2 separate regions of the Pan troglodytes genome follow, and region 2 is linked to region 1. A link is a contact called in public Hi-C data. All regions are on one chromosome and are shown on one strand. Each heading gives the region's core, a stretch centred on a gene start, on an enhancer-like site or on the middle of the called end of the contact. The rest is flanking DNA. Distances are from core to core; before and after follow the strand shown. Region 1 holds the start of ENC1 (ectodermal-neural cortex 1). Region 2 has its middle 410 kb from the start of ARHGEF28.

What was found. Hi-C and Micro-C count contacts between places; a contact is called where the count stands out from the background.
Region 2: a Hi-C map of stem cell-derived neural progenitor cells shows a contact between it and region 1, with 6 times the contacts expected there. The contact joins the enhancer-like site here to the promoter of ENC1 in region 1. A contact is called at or near these places in 4 of 7 Hi-C or Micro-C datasets (blood, induced pluripotent stem cells and stem cell-derived neural progenitor cells) and 1 of 1 datasets of contacts at active chromatin or transcription factors (stem cell-derived excitatory neurons).

The regions. Positions count from the first base shown.
Region 1 is chr4:41,410,094-41,415,507 of NHGRI_mPanTro3-v2.0_pri, forward strand. It overlaps ENC1 (ectodermal-neural cortex 1), which reads left to right and starts at 3,093. Exons shown (of 3, transcript XM_003310676.6): 1 at 3,093-3,547.
Region 2 is chr4:42,017,340-42,022,753 of NHGRI_mPanTro3-v2.0_pri, forward strand. No RefSeq gene overlaps it. Among named protein-coding and RNA genes, the nearest start is that of ARHGEF28, 410 kb to the right of the region's middle. Within about 2 kb of position 3,377, at least 3 of the 24 cell types and tissues checked have an H3K27ac peak or open chromatin away from gene starts, as enhancers often do. A contact at or near this core is called in stem cell-derived neural progenitor cells, where this site is marked.

The sequences.
Region 1 (5,414 bases), core at 1,843-4,342:
GGAGACCACCGGAGGCAGGATGGCAGCTGCTTAGCCTACTGTTTGGTCTAATTCCCTGAGCTGTCCTGTCCCTGGTACCATGATCGCACCGTGTTAATTAAATCATTCTCATTAATTCAGCCCAAGTGTAAATTAGGAAGGAATGAAGATAAATTAGGTTTGAAGGCAGCTAATACATTTAACCCCATGCTGCTTATTTTGCAGCCTAACAAAATAACATTGTTAGGGGAGATAACAAGCCCAAAGCCTTGGGCACAGCTTCTTAATAGCATTAAAAAAATGAGACTTTGGTTTGATGTCACAAGACAGAGGCAAAGACCTGCTCCCAAGGGCCTACAGGACTGGCCTAATGTCTTGTGTGAAGTGTTGGCTATTGTGTAATGCGGATACAGTGTAAGCAGCATTTCCTGACTTGTTTGTGACTCAGATATCTGCTATGTCTATGGTCGTCCAGTTTTGATGACAGCCCTGTTTAGAAGTTTCTTCCTGTACACAATGGAGACTTGCTCAGCTTTTCTTTGTGTGAGTGGGGTGATAAGAGTTACCTTTAGGATTGGCTGAGAGATGCTGTGGGATTACACAGTTTGAATTGCTATGATCATAAATTTGCTAACTTGCAAATCATTTTCAGCTGAGATAAACATTAAAAACTGCCCAACTGCCCGAAAACTAGTCATAGATTGGCTCAAGCAAACCAGAGTACAGTTTGTAGGAGGTCATCAGTAGCACACATGATTTCCAAACTTGCAAGTTTAGTTCTTGTGACTTTCAGCAGGAAAATGTTTTCCAGTTTTTAGGACTTACATAAGCTAAGTCCTTCTTTTCTCTTGTATTGCTTATCTCCCCGAGGCAGATGAAGCGAATGTATACGGTCACTGAATGCATTTCAAGATTTTCCAGTCTACAGCTTTTTTTCCCTTTCTTCTATTGAAGCATAGAAAGTGGCAACATTAGGTAGAAAAGATACAGGAAAGTGGCACCAGCGGATGGTGACACAATGGCCAGAGGATTTCTTTCCTTTCTCAGCCCTGCCTGCTTAGCAAAGTTCTTTGCAAAGGGATCTGAACTTTGCTGTTCCCTTGGTTAAGGACATCCCGCAGTTTCTAGGTGGTAAAGATACATACCTGTCCCTAGTTCTGTCGCTTCCTGTGGCAAAATCCCCAACCAACCAGCTGAGCTATGTACATAGTCCATTTCTAGGCAAGGTCATCTAGGTGCCGTTTTAGGTAGATTTGACTCACAAAGGAAGCAGACAGAGTGGGTCTAGGAGGTGTCTAAAAGGTGCGTTGGTGGCTGCCTTGATGAGCTCCCCCACACCTTGCCACAGGCTACAGAAACATGTTTTAAAAAGACATATGTGCAATAGTTACACATTTCCGCCTCCCATCTTTTCAGCACCTATCTCTGGAGTCTACAGAGTTTCCATCTGTCTGGTCTTTGCTTCAGAACCTGGGTGCTGCTTGCCAGCCCTCTCCTAACCTCGCAGCCCCCCTGGCTCTCCATACGTGGTTCTTGACATGAATTGATCCGGGCTGTCTCTGTGAATCAGCCTCAAGCCGAGACTCTGCATTAAAAAAAAATATATATATTGAAAGGTTCGTGGTGAGGCTGCCTGCCGAGTTAATGCTAACAAAGGACTTCAGAGGGCACTGTCTTTCTTTGTTTGCAAGGAGCGAAATTTCTCGGCGCAAATACCAGGAAGGAACAAGGATAAAGGAAAATGAAATTAGAATGAAGAACTGACAGTCTTGGTTTCAGCAGTCTGGACTCTGGAAGCGCCATGTGGGGCCTCCTTAGCCAGTTTAAACGGCTCCTGCGCCTAGTGTTTTAAAGCAATCTGGGAGGCGAAGTGCGGGCGCTTGGGGACGCGGGGACCCGGGGACGGAATAAACTCTGTCGTGGGTCCCTCACTCTCGAGCTGCAGAGCTGGGACATTGTTGCTAAGTGACTACGAGCCAGGCAATTCACATCTCCCTGGGCCTCGGTTCCCCACCTGTAAAACAAGGGGGCTGGACCGGTCATCTATCCCGTTCATTTATAGACTTAGCTCCAAATACCGAATAAAAGACAGATATTTTAACTCCCAGCGGAAAGACAAGCCTCTAGTTGCAAAGATAAATGGGATTCGTAAAAGTGATCACCACGCGAGATTATTTTTCGAATCGCCTTCCTTTCTCCTGACACGCGGGACTATTAAACGTGTGTGTGTGCTGGGCCATTTCTTTACTGAACTCCAAACTAACACCACCGAGCGATAAAAAACAGGAGAGGGTGATGGAGGCTTAATCGCTAGGAGAGGAGGCGGCGTGGCTGCTGCTTTGAGGAGTTCACTTTGAATCAAGCGGCCGCGGCGATTGGCTGAAAAGCACGTGGTGCGCGCCCCGCAGGACTGCGCCCCGGCTGCCCCTGCAGTCGCCTGGCTTAGGGCAGAGTCCAGCCAGGGGTGCCGCACCCACTGGGGAGTGGGGAGGGAGGACACATAGGAAATGCCTGGGGCTGGAGTCTCTTTGGCTCTCTGCCAGCAAGAAACTTAAACGTCCTGGCTTGCCCAACCCGAGTGTCCCTAAACTGTCCAGACTTTTGCCCGTCCATTGCCACTATCTCTCCCCACTCTGGGTGTCCTACCCAAGGCGCTGTCTATGCGTGCCCAGGGCCTGTCCTGCGGATACCCAGCTCGCCCCTTGCAGCCCTTTTTAGAGCATCTCGCGGGCTCTGGCATCACCAAGCGCACAGCCCCGGGCTGCGCTCCCCTAAGGTGGGTCCCTCAGATCCGGGGCTGTCCATTAACCAGGCTGGCCCAAAGAGGCGCAGACACTCGAACCCGGGAAAACTTATTTTATTCTCGGTTCCCGGGGTTGCAGCTGCCAGCGGCTGAGACAGTGCGTCCGCTTTGTCTCTCTGCACTCCCCGCAGCCCCCCTCTCCCGCTTCCTCTCCCGATTAACTCCCCCGACACGCTCTTCTCTAGCTCCTCTCCTCCTCCCACTCCTTCTCCTCCTCTTCCTCCTCCTACACCACGGGCCGCGCTAATGCGCTTCCTCCCTCCCCCGGTGTCGGTCTCTTTGCATACGCGCCCCCTCCCCTCCCCGCCGCGCCACTTATAGCGGGGCGCAAGGCGGCGGGGCGCAGACTGCTCTGGCAGCCGGAGAGGAGGCGGTGCGGCGGTGGCGCTGCGGAGACCCGGTCCAGACGCCTGGCGGCCGCCGGCGCACAAGGCGCTTTCTAGCTCCCTCCCCCGAGCGCACAGCCCGCCTCCTTCCGCGGCGCCTGCAGTGGCAGGCTTGCTCTGCCCTACCGTGACGCGCTCCGGGAGACGCTCTGCGGGTCCTGGACACCGGGTCCGCGGCGTGGGGACGAGAGACGGAGGCGAACGCCAGCGGTAGCCGGTCCGCGAGCCATCGTTCGGGGCGCAGTCCTCTCCCCGGCTGGCCCTCCTTTCTCCGGGGCATTCGCCACCGCTTCCCTGGGCTGAGACGACCGGTTCGTCGCCTCCTTGCCCGTGACCGTCGCTAGAACTCAGTTGTGCGTTGCGGCCAGTCGCCACTGCTGTAAGTTTCCCCCACTGCCCCGGACCTGTTGCAGGCGCTGCGGGCTTCAGGGGCTGCTTCGGCTGCAGGGGTGTGTTCGCGAGGGGTGAGCGTGCTCCGGGCACTCGGGAGCTTCGACTAGAGGGCAAGGGGAGCTCTTCTCGGTGCGGAGATCACGGTGCCCGCCGCTGCCCTCCCACAGCAGGCAGAAGCCGGGCATCGCCGGAGAGGTCGACCGGCCTCCCCTCCGCGGTGCGATGTCCGGGGCGAGCCGCTGGGGAAGCGAGGAGCCGAGCTAAGGATACAGTCAGCCTCTCTCCTCTGCGGAAAGCAGCGCTTTCCTGGGGGTGAATGTCGCGCTGCGTCGCTCCCCGCAGCCTCCAGGGCCGAGCGCGCGGGATCGTTGGCCCACGTTGCATCCTCCCCGGCTTGGAGGAAAGTTGGGGCCATGCACAGACACCTGAGTGCGGGCATGTTCACTGCGGCGGAAATGTCTATAGAGAATGAATGAAAACTGCTTTCTGAAAAACTAGTTTCTTGATCTGTCGTGTTAACATTATTAGTTACAAAGGATAGGAATTGGTGGGCGGGGAGATGAAACACTGAATTTATTCACATGCGGTTTGGTTTCACACAGGCATGGCCAGCTTGTTAAATAGCGTTGCAAGTGTTAATAAAAAGACTCTGGCAAGAAGCTACTTTTGTTAAGATCTTTATAATGTTCTATTGTTACCGGTAATGTAAATGCCCAGAAAAAAGTCTGCCTAGTTTCTCTTTTGATTGGATTGAGATCAGGTTCAAAACCTGGAGAAGGGTGCGGGACGCTAAGCATTGGAGGCAGAGAGCCTGAATTAGGAGCATGAAGTGAACTGAAGTTACTGTAACTGAAGCCCTTTTGATGTTCACAGTAGTAGCAGCCCTTTCTCTGTCTTCTTTGCAGACGTAGGTTAAGTACATGTGTGCATTTTCTTGGCCACTTACTTGGTATGCAAATGTGATTTCTCTGGGGGCTTAAAAATGCTCGAAAGATGATTCATTTTATGTTGAAGGTGTGTTCAGTGACTTGTATACATGGTTTTTGCTGATATTTTGAGGTTTGCACAGTTTTAAACCAGAAAGCAAGTATTTCCTCTTGGGTTTCCAAGTTTACTTTTTATTTTAATCAAACATTGTTGCAAGAATGTTGATTGTGATTTTGACTGTGACGTGCTTTTCCATCTGGATGGTATCCAAGATGACAGGCTAGGCTCTTCCTTCTGGCTTATTGGGCCAACCTGGAACATACAGGAGCATAAACACAGGATGCAGAGAGATGTAGATCCTATATCCTAAGGTCTTCTAAACAAATTGTTTTCTTAGGTGTAAGTCTGGTTGTGAATGTTGTTTTGCACCATCCTGAATTTAATGTTCAAGGAAATGTGTTCTGGGCCTAGCATGATTCCAGCTCAATGTGTAAGCATTTTGGTGCCTGTGCACCTAGTTTCAGGGAGCCTCATTCTTCCTTCACTCAGGGCAGCATTTGCTCTGAGAGAGGCGGCAGCTTCACAAGAGTAAGTAGACAGTCTATTGAGGTTTAGGTTTAAAGTCTTCCTCCAAATACTCCAGATTGAATGTACTAATTAAAATAACAACTACAGTGGTGGAGCATTGAGAATGCTAATGAATGTTTTAACCCTTTGGAAACCTGATGCATTCCCATAGGTTCATATGGTCATTCTCCAAAACACTGGGCATTGGTTAGAATGGAGTAGACAGTAGATGCTTAGCTTGAGGTGGGAGTGAGGCTGGCTCCTCACCATTTTTTATATCTCAAGTCACTGTGGAAATTGCTGGGTGCTTTGTAAAGTCTTCCTAACACTGGAGCTCTAGGACTTTGTTGCTTCCTTTC
Region 2 (5,414 bases), core at 2,127-4,626, 610 kb after region 1:
AAGATGTACATTGGTTCCGTCCAGAAAGGCAGCATGACTTGAAGTGGGAGTTTCCAGGTCATAGGTAGATTAGAGTTTCTAATTGGCAATTGGTTGAAAGAGTTATTATCAATAGAAAGGAATGTCTGGGTACAATAAGAGGTCATAGAGACCAGGGTTTTGTCATACAGATGAAGCCTCCAGGTAGCAGACTTCAGAGAGAATAAATTGTAAATGTTTCTTATCAAACTTAAAGAGTCCGTTCTACCAGTAATTCCAAAAGGGAGGAGGGTATAATGAGGCATGTCCAGCTCCCCCTTCCCATCACAGCCTGAGCTTGTTTTTCAGGTTAACTTTGGAATGTCCTTGGACAGGAGGAAGGGTTCATTCAGATGGTTGAGGGGCCTTAGAATTTTAATTTTGGTTTATATTAGTCAGCTTGGGCTACCACAACAATATACCATAGACTGAGTGCCTTAAACAGTGAATACTTATATCTCACTGTTCTGGAGACTGGGAAGTCCAAAATCAAGGTGATAGCCAACTTGGTTCCCCAGTGAGAAATTCTTCTGACTTTCAGATGGCTGCCTTTTCCCTGTGTCCTCACATGGCAGAGACAGGAGAGGGAAGCAAGTTGTCTGAAGCCTCTTGTTAGGGGGGCCCTAATCCTATTATGAGGACCCCACCCTCATGGCTTTATCTAAACCCAATTGCCTCCCCAGAGGCCCATCCACAAATACCACTACCCTGGGGGTTAAGGCATCAACATATGATTTCTGCAGGGGTGGGGAGGCACAATTCAGTCCATAGCAGCAGGACAAATAGTGTTTTCCTCACAAGACTGTTGGGTCTTAAATGAGCCAGTATATATAGAGTGCCTAGAACAGTGGCTGCCACATATTAAATGCACTATTTGTAAGTGCTAGCTGTTATTATTAAAGCCACATAAGCTGAGTCAAAAACTGGGAAAGGTCGAGTGTGTCAAGGTCTCACTTGCTGGGATGTATTTCCTTGGGGTCATATTGCTTCTCAATGGAAGGGAGAAAAATGAGCTTATTCTTGAGAATTAAGAATGGGCCTATTTTCATGCAAATATTGGCTTGGAGAGCCCCTTTGCAATCAATTATTACTAAGGTGAAAATCCTGAACCTCTCTACTCTCTGTGCTTTCATACCTTCCCTCTGCATTTTCATCTTTCACTTGTGATCAAATGCCTAACAATCTCAGAAACATGTCCACTTAGGGGATTACTCTTGTTAAAGAGTATTTAGCTTTTAATCCCACAAGGCACAAGCAGTTTGAAATATAAGACATCATAGAAAAAGAAGTATTTAGCAGGGTTAATCTTGGAGGTGAGAGGTGAAAAGGGGCGAAATGGAATCCAAAGGAAACCCATCTCAATGAAAATATGAGTTTTAAGAGGGGCAAGCAATGGTTAATTTTTTCAGCCTATCAGTAGCTCTAGAATGGTGTACAAAAATGTTTTACTCAGCTCCCATACCTTCTTCATAGAGAATACATTGAACTTCAGCTTATTTTCTACTGGAGGCAGGCTGCTGGATTAAGTTCTGCATTCAGGAGATGTGGCATTGATGTCCTTGGTTAAGCAAACGGAGATTTCAAAATCCTTTAGGCTGGAAGAACTGGGTCCTTCATCCCTTTTTTAAATTCTTAAGTCTCATTCCTTGCTTGTTTCATTTAGGCTGCTGAATTCATTGGCAATTGTTGACAACTTGACTGTTTTGATTGTTTCCATCTTAGACATCTCCATTGTTGTTAGACTATAAAGTTGACAGCCCAAATCCTAAAATACCTGGTTGGCCCATTCAATCTATTTCTTTCCTGCTTAGTCCTCCTTTAGAAGGAATGAAGCAAGATGTTGTAATTAGAATGGTGATGAAAAAGTGTGAACACACACTGTCAATAGGGGTGTGGAAGGCACAGGTACTCTCATGCGTTTTTTAAAATAAGAGCTTTATTGAGATAGAATTCACATATCATAAATTCATCCTTTTAAAGTATAAAATTCAGTGGGGTTTAGCATATTTATAGTTGTAGGAGCATCACCACTATCTGAATTCAGAACATTTTCATCACACCGAAATGAAATCCTGCACCCGATACCACTTACTCTTTAGCTCCTTCCTTCCCCCAACCCCTGGTGACCATTAACCTATTTCTGTATGGATTTGCCTATGCTAGATATTTCATTATATAGGAATCATATATTCTGTGGTCTTTTGTGGCCTTCTTTCACTTAATATTCTCAAGGCCTCATATATTCTTGATAGAGTATAAATTGGCTCGATATTTGAAGGAAAATATGTCAATATCAATCAGAACTTAAAGTACATGTACTCAGAAATTTCATATCCAGGAATTAATCTTTCAGAAATACTTCCACAGACATAAAAATAGTTATACAAAGACATTTAGTGCATCATTGACAAAGATTGGAAAAACTCTAAATTCCGTCAGTTAGAGAGGCCTGGTTGAACAGATTGTGGTTCACCTCTGCAGTGGAGTGCTATGCATTCACGCACAGATTGAATCAGTCCTGTATGGAATGGTGTGGAATGATCTCCAGAATTTATTGATAAGTGAACATGAGGGAACAAGACAAGGTACAGAGCAGTGTGTGAAGTTCTATCTATATAAAAATATGTATATGTTATGTTTATGTGTGTATATGTATTTATGTGTGTGTGTGTGTGAGTGTGTGTGCGTGTGGAGAGAGAGAGAGAAACGGTGCAAGAAGAATATCTATCTCTGGTAGGAAGTCTAAAAATGCACTAGCAGTGGTTATCTTCAGGGAGGGAAAATGGGGGTCTGGAGACAGGGAGCGGAAGAGAGGAAGGGTATTGTTTGAAATTTACTTACCAAGTACACAGATTCTGAACATTTTAAATAGAGATGTGTATTAGGCAGCCACAAGGGCATATTAGGGTCTGGGGACCACACAGGAAATCCCACAGCCTCTTTCCTGCAGGGTTTTGTGGTCAGTCACAGTGGAGACTGACACCCCTGTAAAGACAAGCTTCAGTGAAACATAAAGATCTATAATTTGAAGCTCAAAGATTTCTGTTCTTATCTTGCCAGAGGCCTGTTTTCACCTGCACAGCATTTCTACCTGCCCATGAAAGGCAGACATATGCACTTTGATGTCAAAGACCAACTGGAAAGGTAACTTTAGAGATGCTCACCCAAATGCCCCCTGTGCACTGCCTCTCTTCAATGATCCTGACCTCATCGTACCTTTTGGGAGTGGCTCTGAGTCTGTGTTTCCACCACTGACTCCTTTGAAGAGGATCGTCAGCCTTGGGTCTGGAATGTAGCCCATTAATGTTCCCCTTGACCTTTGGTGGAAACACTGCCATTTCCTGTCCTGGTTCCTCATCTTCTCTCATGTGCCTAAACACTGACCCCAAGTGGGAGAGAAGATACAGTCAAGTTCTTCGCCTTGACACTGTTCTCTGCAAAGTCAAAGTCACTTTCAGTCTTGATTTTAACCAGAGCTTATTTCCTCCCACCAGTGTTGGGATGAAAGTCAAAGATGAAGTGAAAGACAGATTGTGTAACTTTTATTTTTAAAAGGGTGTTTAATTTTGGAAGGTATGATTAATATTTCAATACTGCTTATAATGGCTTCATTTATTTTTTTCAGCCAATAAGAAGTGAGAAATCCTGTCTGCGTAGCCAAAATCTCATATAATTCCTCCCCAGCAATACAGAAGTCTCTCTGTTGCTACCTAGAGTAAAAATGTCAATACACATCATGTATTAAAATTCACCTGTATTTTCTCAACACCTTTTCGATATCTTTCCAAATTGCTTTAGTAATCTCTGGCATCAAGAACTGGTAAGAGTATGTGGCATTTTCCTTCCTGTTTGAGTAACACCTATTAAGAGAGGTGGCAATTAAAATCAAATTGTAATTTTTAAACCTTAAGGGAAGCTATTGCAGTATTGCTAAGAACATTCAGTTACCGGTATGTTAGCTAACACCTACACCCGCTGCGATTAGTGATGAAACAAACTTCTACGGACCTTAAAAAACCAAACGTCTCCTTTAAAATAATCATCCTATGAGTAAACAGTCCTGTTCACACATGTATATGAGATGTCATCCTTTCTTTGCAGTTACAGCGCTCCGCCTTGCCAATGCTGCTGAGCACTGACTCACTCACAGGGCATTTGGAAGGTGGGCGATTTGTTCCTGCAGCATCATTGCACTCCAAATGTGCTGAGAATGGATGTAGCCTCCAATGCTGCCATGCCAGCTGCAGCTTAGATCAGAGGGATCAGCAGAGGCTATTGTCCATTCCTCAGCAATGCACTTGACCTTAAGAGCTATATAGAATGAAAGGAAACCCACTAAAGCCAAATTCATGTCCTAAGATTTATATCCTTTTTAGGGATCCCACCCCTGGAACGTAATTCAGGTCCAAATCCTCTTCTTCTCCTTTCCAACTGCCACTGCCTTAGAGTAGTGGACTTATCTCCACCTGCACATTTTAGAGTCACCTGGGGCAAGGCAGGGGGCAGACGTTAAAACATACCAGTGTCAAGGTCCCATCCCAGAGACTCTAAATTAATTAGTCTGTGTTGTGCCTGAAATGAGTACTTTTTAATATCTCCCTAGGTATTTCTAAAGTACAGCTAGGACTGGAAACCACTGGAGTCCAGCACAAGCCTTTCTCATTTCTTTCCTGGTTTATGGCAAATGCCTCCTGAATGCCCTTCATCTTTTGTGCCTGAGGCTAATCACCTTTAATGTGTTATAATGATTGAATTATTTTTGTATTAATCCATGTTTGATGTAGAAAAATGAGAAAATAAAAATGAACAGAATGAAAAAAACTACAATCAGAAAAATGATACAATATTTTGTCTTTCCTACTGGATTTTTTATGTACATAAAATAACTATTTTCAAAAATGATATCCTGCTATAATTCTCTGTAACCTTCTATTCTTTGTTAACAATATATTATGGGTAAATTTCCATGTCAGTAAGTATAGATTCATATTATTTTTAATGGCTACATAGCATCTGAGTGGGTGGCAGTGCCTTTGTACTTTTTAACCAATCCTTTGTTTCAGGGTTAGGCATCTACATTGTTTTGTGGGTTTTTGTTGTTGTTTGTGTTGTTTTTTTTTTTTTGTATTTTGTTTAGCTATTACAAACAACATTGAAATGAGCCATTTGGAAAAAAAATTTTTTTGTGAGTTGGCCAACTTCCTTAGGATATATTCCTAAAAGCAAATTTGTTAAATCAGTATATCTATTAATTTTTAAGAATTCTGACATTTGTTACAAATTGGTCTTCTAAACCACTCATATACAGGTAGTACTTAAGAGTCTGTTCTTCTAGTCCTTCACTAACGCTGGCATTACTGTATTCTTTTTAAATCTTTGTTTAATCTGGGGTAAGT